2 separate regions of the Sus scrofa genome follow, and region 2 is linked to region 1. A link is a contact called in public promoter capture Hi-C data. All regions are on one chromosome and are shown on one strand. Each heading gives the region's core, a stretch centred on a gene start, on an enhancer-like site or on the middle of the called end of the contact. The rest is flanking DNA. Distances are from core to core; before and after follow the strand shown. Region 1 holds the start of BICRA (glioma tumor suppressor candidate region gene 1 protein). Region 2 holds the start of EHD2 (EH domain-containing protein 2).

Region 1 (4,271 bases), core at 1,079-3,578:
GCCAATTACCGAGGACCCCCCAAGCCCCACCCGGCGAGGCCTGGGGCCCCCCTTCTCCTGACTCGCACACCTCCAACCCTCAGCTCTCACAGGCAAACAAGCGCTCTGCTCCGGCCACAGGTGAAGGCATCCTGGCCCCCTCCTAGCTTCCCCACACTCCCGACCCCTTCCCCAAACCAGCACTCAAGGGGAAAAACAATTCAGCGGCTCCTTCCTGCCATCATTTACATCTGACACCCAACTGATGCCAAAGGGACAAAGTGCCAAAGAGGGGTGTGGGAGAACCTAACAGTTCCGAGCTGTGTCCGAAAAACGTGAGCCGATTACACATCAGGGCTGTGTGACCCTAGGCCAGTCACTTCGCCTCTCTGAGCCTCCATGAGCCTGTCTGCAAAATGGGAGTAACGTAACTGACCCTACTTCCTCCTGGGGCTGTGGTTGGTGCAGGCACTAGCAGTAGCCTCTCTCTAACAACCTCTGGGGTGTGATTTCCCGCTTCTAGGGGTGGGCAAGGCTGGGGGAGGGCGGGGTAAGTAAGTACAGGGCTTCAGTCCCACTGGACACTGACACGTGGGAAGGGGGTGGTTCCTGAGCTGTCCACCTCCCCTGTTCTCCCACAGCCCCCCCACCCCCCAGGTCAAAGACACCTCACCTCAGGTGAGGGGACAGGTTGCAAACACAGAGAATTTATCAGCAATCTCAGGCCTGGAGTCCAGGGTGTTTCTAAAAACTGTTGCCCTGACGAGTAGCGGCTGGGAAAGGAGGCGTGCGGAAAAGCAAACACTCAAAAACATCCCCCGACTGTGCCACTATAGGAGGGGCTGTGTGACAAAAGGGGCTGCCGCTCCGGGCAGAAGGCTGGGCACGAGCTGCGGCCCACAGTCTGGGAACATCAGAGGGCTGGGACCTGTCACCCCAGCCTCCCGGGGAGAGCTGACACAGCGGCCTCTGACCCCACCTCCCCGGGAAGTTCAGCTGCTCAGAACCACAAAGCAAAACAAAGGGGTGCGGAGATAGGAAGGAGCCGCGCTGCCTTCCAGCCACCGCTGCCTCCCGGGCCCTCCCGCGGCTCCTCGCCCGGGTGGCCGCTGGCCGCGGACCAAGGCCCGGGCAGCCCCTGGTCCCTTGTCTCCCCGAGGCCGCCGGGTGACAGGAGCCGGAGAAGCAGCCGAGGGGCGGCCAGGGATGGGAAAACCAGATGGCTCCATCCCTCCTCCCTCCTCCTCCATCCTTCCCTCCGGGTGCCCGCGGCCTGGCCGCCCTCCGCAGGGGCCCGGGGAGGCCTCGGGCCCGGCTCGTCCGGGCTCACCCCAGGGAAAGGGTTGCCTTTGTCTAAAGGTCACCACCCGAGCGCGGTGCCCGGGCTGGGCCTGGTGCCTCCCATTCCCGGGCCGAGGGGGAGGAGATGGGGGGCCACCCCAAATCTCGGGAGGTGACAGGGGTAAGGCTCCACTCCCTCCTCCCCCCACCCCCCGCAACGGCCCCCTCCGGGACCAGCCAGCTAGCGGGGGGGGGGGTCAACTCCTTTCACTGCTGGGGGGTGGGGGACCAAGTCAACTCCTTTCATTGTTTAGGGGCGGTGGGGAGGGGGAGACCCAGTGGCCTCCTTCCGCATCCATCCCTTCCCAGCCTGCCGGAGGCCCCGTTTCTTCCCGGCACCCCCAGGAGGGATGAGAGGAGGGGGCGCAGGGGACGGGCGAGAGGGGGAGATGAAGGCTCGCCGGCTCCGACAGGGAAGCCACCATCCGCTGCCCCATTGCCCTCCTCTTTCCCGAAAGGCGAGGAGCAGGGCGAGGGGAGGAGGCCCCCGGGCCGGGGGAGGGGGGGTCTCCCCGCCCCTCCCCCCGTGGAACGTTAGGTCTCGTTTTTCCGCCGCTCCATTGTATCCCCGGCAGCCGGCGGGAGGGCCGGGGAGGCACCGGGCGCCGGGTTTGGGCAGAGGAACCCGGGGTGGGGGGTGGGGGTCCCCGCAGGATCGGGGCGGCGGTGATGGTGGGAGAGACGCGAGGAGTCGGGGGGGGGGCTACCGGGGGTGGTGGGCGCCGAGCAAAAAAAGAGGCAGCGGGCGCTGCGCCCCGGTTGGGGGGCTGAGTGTGTGAGTGTCGGGGGGTGGGTTCGGCCCCGGCTCCGGCTCCCCCCACACACACCCTCGCCGCCAACCCCCACTCCCCCCTCGCTTTTGCGCCCTGTCACAGCCCCGACTCGCAGGTAGAGAGAGTTAAGAGATTTAAAGAGAAATTGCTACATTGTGAGAAACTCACCCTGATGTTTGAGCAGCCGTCGGCGCGGGGTCTCCGAGACGGCCCCGCACGGGCTGCAAAGGGAGGACCCAGAAGGGGCCGACCGGCCGGGCCGGTCAGCGCACTGCCTGATCGCATGGCGGCCGCCCGGCAGCCTCCGCCAGGCCCCTGCCGCCGCCCCGCGCCGCGGCCCGGGCGCCCCGGACCCGCGCCCGCTCCGGGCAGGACCCCTCGGGTTTGCAAAAAAAAAAAAAAAAATTTTTTTTTTAATTAAATGCAAAAGAAAAAAAAAAAACCTTGCAGGTTTTGTGTCCCGCCCCCCCTCTCCTCCTCCTCCTCCTCCTCCTCCCTCCGCCCTCGCCGGGGGACGAGCTTGGAGGAGGCCCCGCCCCGCGACTCGGCAAACCAGCTACCGCTCTGGGCGCGGAGCGGCGGGCCCGCCAGCGAATGGGAGGCTGCGGACGCCCCGGGAGGGTGACCTCCGCACCGGCACCGCCCCCTCCCTCGCTCAAGTCCCGGGGGTTCGGGGCGCGTCTTCCCAGGCTCCGTTGGAGCCTCCCGACTACATCGAGCGATGTTCTGGACTAGGGGGGAAGGCTAAACGGATTCGCACTCCCGGATCCCGGGCGACCGGCCCGGCTGGGGAGGGGGCTCCGTGCGCCCCGGCCGCGCCCCGACGCTGGGGACGGTCGCCGGGTAGGAGAACGCGTCCAAGGGGAGCGCCGAAGGTTCGAAAAGGTAGCGGGAGTCGTGGATGGAGAAGGGAGGCCCCGCAGGTGGAATCTCGAAGGAGCCGGGAGTCGGAGCCAAAAAGCTGGAAGGCTGGGGAGCGGGGGCGGTGCTTTGGGGACACAGGCCTGGACCCCAAACGCGGCTCGCTCACTCACCTCTGTCGGTTCTCTGAGCTGCCGCGGCCTGGAGGCGGGCGCCGGGGAAGCGGATCCGACCTCTCTTAGAACCTCTCCTCGAGGTCTCTCGGGCCGCGCAGATGGGATTCCCAGAAGCCCCGGGACGCCTCGGTGGTGTTGGGTCTGCTTCCGCCCCGCCGGGCCGAGAACGCCTTGCGGGCGTGACACTCAGATGGGCGCGTTTCTTCGGCGAACGCATGCTGAGCGCCTACTGTGTGCCCTGCGCCGGGCTCGGAGCCCAACGAGGACCCAGATAGCTACGAGCTACCCTCCCCAAGCGCTCAGGCCGAGGCGGCTTATATTCTGGTCGCTTAATACCTTCAGTTTCCCCGGTTCCCTGAAAAGCTAGGCGCATACCCCACGAAGCTGCTCAATACATGTGTGTTGAATAAATAAGTGATTGAGAGCTATGTGTTTTTAAGCTTTAGATCTGATCCTAGTTTCTCGGCGGCACTACTGTTATTTACGAGACCACGGAGGTAAAGGGCCCTGACTCAAACCCGGGAGCTCCTGGTTCCCATCCTGCCACTTGTTTACTGTGTGACCTTGGGCAAATGACTTCACCTCTCCGCTCCTCCATTTCCAAGAAGAAATCAATACTAGGTCTCACTTAGAGGGTTAGTAGGAGAAAATGACTTCTCTCGGAGAGCGGAACCTGACAGGAAGCGCCAGATAAGTGCAGACCGTTATTATTATTGATTATTATATAAAAAGGGAACCTGATCAACTCCAGAACTTAACACACGCATTGCTCCAAACAGAAAACAGTGGTCAATCTATGACTAACGTGGTGGTCATCCGCCACCCACTGAGATAGGGGACCCTTAGGGAACAGCCATATACACAGACATTATTTTGGAGCAGCTTTATTATTTGTTGGCTAAGATTGACACTCAGTTACACAGCTTGAATCCTGTCTCGATGGCTTTTTTCCAGTCTTCACCAGGAAGAGACCCTCAGTCACCTCTATCTAGAGACCTTTAGTTAGTCCCATCTTACGGGCGTAGAAAACTAAACTGGCCCAAAGAGGGAAAGTGTTTTGCCCAAGCTCCCACAAGCAGGAAGTGAGACCTGATCTGAGCCAGGTGCCACTCCTGGCTCTCAGAGCTGCTGACCCTGGGGA
Region 2 (4,271 bases), core at 690-3,189, 84 kb before region 1:
ATTATTCCAGCTGGAGGAAGAGAGCGAGAGCAGCAGGGGAATGGCTGAGGCAGGACTGGTGGTGGGAGACCGAGAGATGAACGCAGGGAAGGATGCAGAGGCTAACCGGGAGGAAGGTATTCCTTCCTCTTTCCCTTCCTCCGCCTCCGTACTTCCCATGATTTCACACGCTTTGACTGAACTTTCTCCACATGTCAGGAGCTATGGATCCAAAAAGAGACCAGAGAGCAGCTCCCGCACACCCAGAGCCTCCAGTGAGGAAAGACCCTGGGCACCGAGCGGTCGGGCCGAGCGGTCAGTGATGCCTGGGCACTGCTGAGCAGTGGACGTGTAGGCACCAGAGCAGGACGTGAGGACCGAACAGCCGGATCGGGAAGGCTCTGGCTGGGCTGGCTTTTGAGCTGCTTCCTAGAGAGTGGGCATGACAAGAGCATTTAGGGAGAGAAGATGGTGTGTGTCATGGCCTGGAGCTGTGACATGCCTGGACAGGGTCGCTGGACACAGGGGCTCAAGGATCAGGGGTGAGAAACGAGACTGAACGATTGCCCCTGTCCCAGGGGGGCATAGGCATTCACAAGAAGAATAACATTTATGACCACTGCATGCCAGACCCAGCTCTAACTCATGTAATCTCCACACCAACTTTGTAAGGTAGGGCTATTATTCTCCCCACTTTTCGGACAAGGAGACAGAGGTTCAGGAAGACAGCAATAACTTGCCAAGATCATTGTGCTAGAAAGTGCTCAAGCCAGGACTCCAGGCAACCTGACCACAGAGACTGCAGTCTAAGGGGTGAGGGAGGGAGAAGTATCAACCCGGCAGCAACGAGCACCACCAGCACCCAGACCGTGTTCTCAGCATTCCCTCACTGGCCTTTCATCCTCTGTAGGATCTGTAGTGATGTCCCCTCTTTCATTCCAGGTATCACTCATTTGGGTCTTTGCTCCCTTTCTTTTTTTCCCTCTCGATCAGTCAAAGTAGATGCTTACAATTTTACTGATCTTTTCACAGAACCAACTTTCCATCAGATTGGTGTCTCTAAATGCCATTTTCCACAAAAAGAAACTGAGGATTCTTGGAGAAATGGCTGATTCCTGGGCTGAGGCGGGGATAGGACGAGCCTGCATCAGAGAGTGGGGAGGTGCTCAAACATGGACGGGGCATGTTACAGGGACACAGACCTGGGTTGGCAGGACTGCCACTGGCCAAAGTTGGGACAATTTGAATGTTAAAAATAACTGCAACCCAAATATGTTAAAATCTATAAAATCATAATGCTCCTAAAAAAAAAAAAAAGGAAAAGAATTTGGGAAGGTGAGGCAGGGAGGTAAAGGAGAGGCTGGAGTCAGGATCTGGGATGTTGGGGGGGGTGTCCTGCGGAGGGATCTAGGGGACATCTTGGGAAGGCGCCTTGGGGTGGCTGGACCGGGATGGGCGAGGGCAGGAGAGGGACCAAACAGGACACCGATGGATGAGGAGGATCCCCAAGGAGGGGCTCTCCTCCGGCCAGAGGACGGGGCAGTGGGAAACATTGGAAGGAAGGAGGCGAGTGAGGGGACGTTGTTATGGTCTGGAAGGGGCTGGGAGGAGCGGGCCCGATAGGGGTCGGGAGGAACCCAGGAACCCAGGAGACCGTTACACACGCACTGGGGTGGGGACTGAGGGTCCCTGGCGAGTAGGGCAGGCTCGGGGACTCCGCGACGCAGGCTGGGAGGGGACAGCTGCGATCCGGGGCTACTCACCGGTGGGGAGCGCAGGCGGCTGCACCCGGCGACCGAGCTGGGCGGGAAGGTGGGGGGGGGTCCCGCGGGGATCCGAGGCGCCCGCGGAGCGGCCTGTGCTCGAAGTCCCGTCCGGAGCCGTCTGAGCCGGGTGGGGCCCAGAACCGGGAGGAGGGACGGGAGGGGCCGGGGTGCGGGCGGGACGAGGCGCCCCCCCCTCCCCAAACCCGGCGCTCGGCCTCTGGCGCCCCCTGGTGGGGAGTGGCAGGGCGCCTTGGCGAGATGGGTGAGCGCGCGGGCTTCCCGTCCCGGGTTCAAATTCCATCTCTCCCTCTTAACAAGGGAATAGTAATAATTTATTAGTATAAGTAATACTAGAAATTTTAAAACATATGCGAGCTCATGAAACCCCTCTGCTCACAAGCCTCCCGGGCTTTTCTTCACGAACCTAGATGCCAAAGTCCTCACTGTGGTCCGCCAGGCTCTGCCCTCCCCCGCCCCATCTGCCAACTCCCTCTGCCCTCACCTCCCTCTCTCCCCGTGGCTCACTCCCTCCAGCCACACTGGCCTCCTCGCTGTTCCTCAAATACACCAACCACCCTCCAACCTCAGGGCCTTTGCTCATGCTGTTCCTCCACCTGGAACACGTCTCCCCACCGCCCCCACCTCCCCAGGACCCACCTCTCCTTCAGGTCTCTACCCAAACGTCACCTCCTCGGAGAAGCCCTCCCTCATCTTCCTGTTTAATGCAGCACCAACCGTCTGTATCCATCATGGGGGCTTTATTTTTCCCCAGCGTCTTTATCAGCCGTCTACATATTTTCCATTTTCCCGCTTCAGCGAGGGTCTCCCTCGTGAGAACCTGAGCCCCCGTGAGAACCTGAGCCCGGTGAGAACCGGGACTTCAGACCGGGTGGTTCCCTGCTGTGTCTTCCTCTGGCTCTGCATATGTTTGTTGAATTAATCCCTGACCATTTACCAAGCGCTTCCTATGTGCAGGCACCGCTCTAAGCTCTTTGCATGTATTGGCACATCGAGTTCTTGGAATACCCCTGAGAAGAAGGTCTTAATTGTTCCCATTTCACAGATGAGACAACTGAGCTCTGGGGAAGTGAATTCCGAAAACCCAGAGAGATTTGCTCAGGGCCTAGCCACACGCCTGGCTCATAGCAAGTGCTTAAGCATCAGCTCTAATAATCCAGATCTGGGTTAACCCCTGGGAAGCGACTTTGCCCCTGCAAACCTGTTTCCCCACCTGTCAAATGGGTCTTGGTTCTTGCTTCACAGGATCGCTTCCCTTGAGTCTTTACTCAAAAGGCACCTCCAGCACCCTACCCTGCTCTTCGAAGCCCCCTCCCCATTCCTAATTCCTACTTCGTTTACCCTCCTAGCACTTATCACCAAGGGCCACAGTATGTATGTGACCTTTTTTTTTTTGGCTGCACGCATGACATGCAAAAGTTCCCAGGCCAGGGATCAAACCCATGCCACAGCAGTGGCAACACTGGCTCCTTAACCTGCTACACCGCCACAGAACGCCTCCTGCGGTTCTATTCTAAAAGCTTGACATGGAGTTCCCGTCGTGGCGCAGTGGTTAATGAATCCGACTAGGTACCATGAGGTTGCGGGTTCGATCCCTGGCCTCGCTCCGTGGGTTAAAGATCTGACATTGCCATGAGCTGTGGTATAGATCGCAGATGCGGCTCAGATCCCATGTTACTGTGGCTCTGGTGTAAGCTGGTGGCTACAGCTCCGATTCGACCCCTAGCCTGGGAACATCTATATGCCACAGGTGTGGCCCTAGAAAAAGGCAAAAAGACAAAAAAATAAATAAATGAAAGATTGACATGGATGGTCTCCCTCCCTCCCCCCAGGAGGCGAGGACTTATTATTATTGTTGATTAACCCCACTTCTCAGATGGAAAAGTCAAGGGACAGGGAAGCAATTTCTCTCTGGCCCGAGGCGCACAAGAAGGAGGATTTGTGCCCAGGTTGCCCGCGGGCAGAGCCTCGCTTTCACTCCTGCCCCTGGGGCTTCTCAGCCAGCTGTTTCCTTGTGGGTCCGTGAACTGGGAAGGGGAGAAAATGACATCTGGATTTTTCACTGAAACTCAGGGCTTCCATCCACCGTGAATGTGAGCCAAAAAGCACAATAGCATCCGCAGGACGTGTGTCACTGTCACCAAGAGGAATTGCCAATGTTCTCACACTGCGGTTGTTTTGGAATTTCCAGTGATTGTTTACTCACCACTGATTAGACCCACAGCCAGTCCTCTCTAATTGTGTGATACAACAGCCCTTATTACCGTGTCACAGACTTGTGGATTTTCCCTTTTTTTTTTTTTCTTGGTCTTTTTAGGGCCACACCCATGGCATATGGAGGTTCCCAGGCTAGGGGTCCAATTGGAGCTCCAGCTGCCAGCCTACACCACAGCCACAGCAATTCCGGATTCAAGCCACGTCTGCGACCTACACCACAGCTCACGGCAACGCCAGGTCCTTAACCCACTGAGTGAGGCCAGGGATTGAACCTGCATCCTCATGGATACT

What was found. Promoter capture Hi-C pulls out the DNA fragments that hold promoters and counts their contacts.
Region 2: a promoter capture Hi-C map of fetal skeletal muscle shows a contact between it and region 1, with 2.7 times the contacts expected there. The contact joins the promoter of EHD2 here to the promoter of BICRA in region 1. A contact is called at or near these places in 1 of 5 promoter capture datasets (fetal skeletal muscle), 10 of 47 Hi-C or Micro-C datasets (alveolar macrophages, embryonic fibroblasts, epiblast stem cells and 5 more) and 2 of 2 datasets of contacts at active chromatin or transcription factors (alveolar macrophages and skeletal muscle).

The regions. Positions count from the first base shown.
Region 1 is chr6:53,337,223-53,341,493 of Sscrofa11.1, reverse strand. BICRA (glioma tumor suppressor candidate region gene 1 protein) reads right to left here and starts at 2,328. Exons shown (of 17, transcript XM_021094645.1): 1 at 2,262-2,328.
Region 2 is chr6:53,421,157-53,425,427 of Sscrofa11.1, reverse strand. EHD2 (EH domain-containing protein 2) reads right to left here and starts at 1,939. Exons shown (of 6, transcript XM_003355959.4): 1 at 1,743-1,939.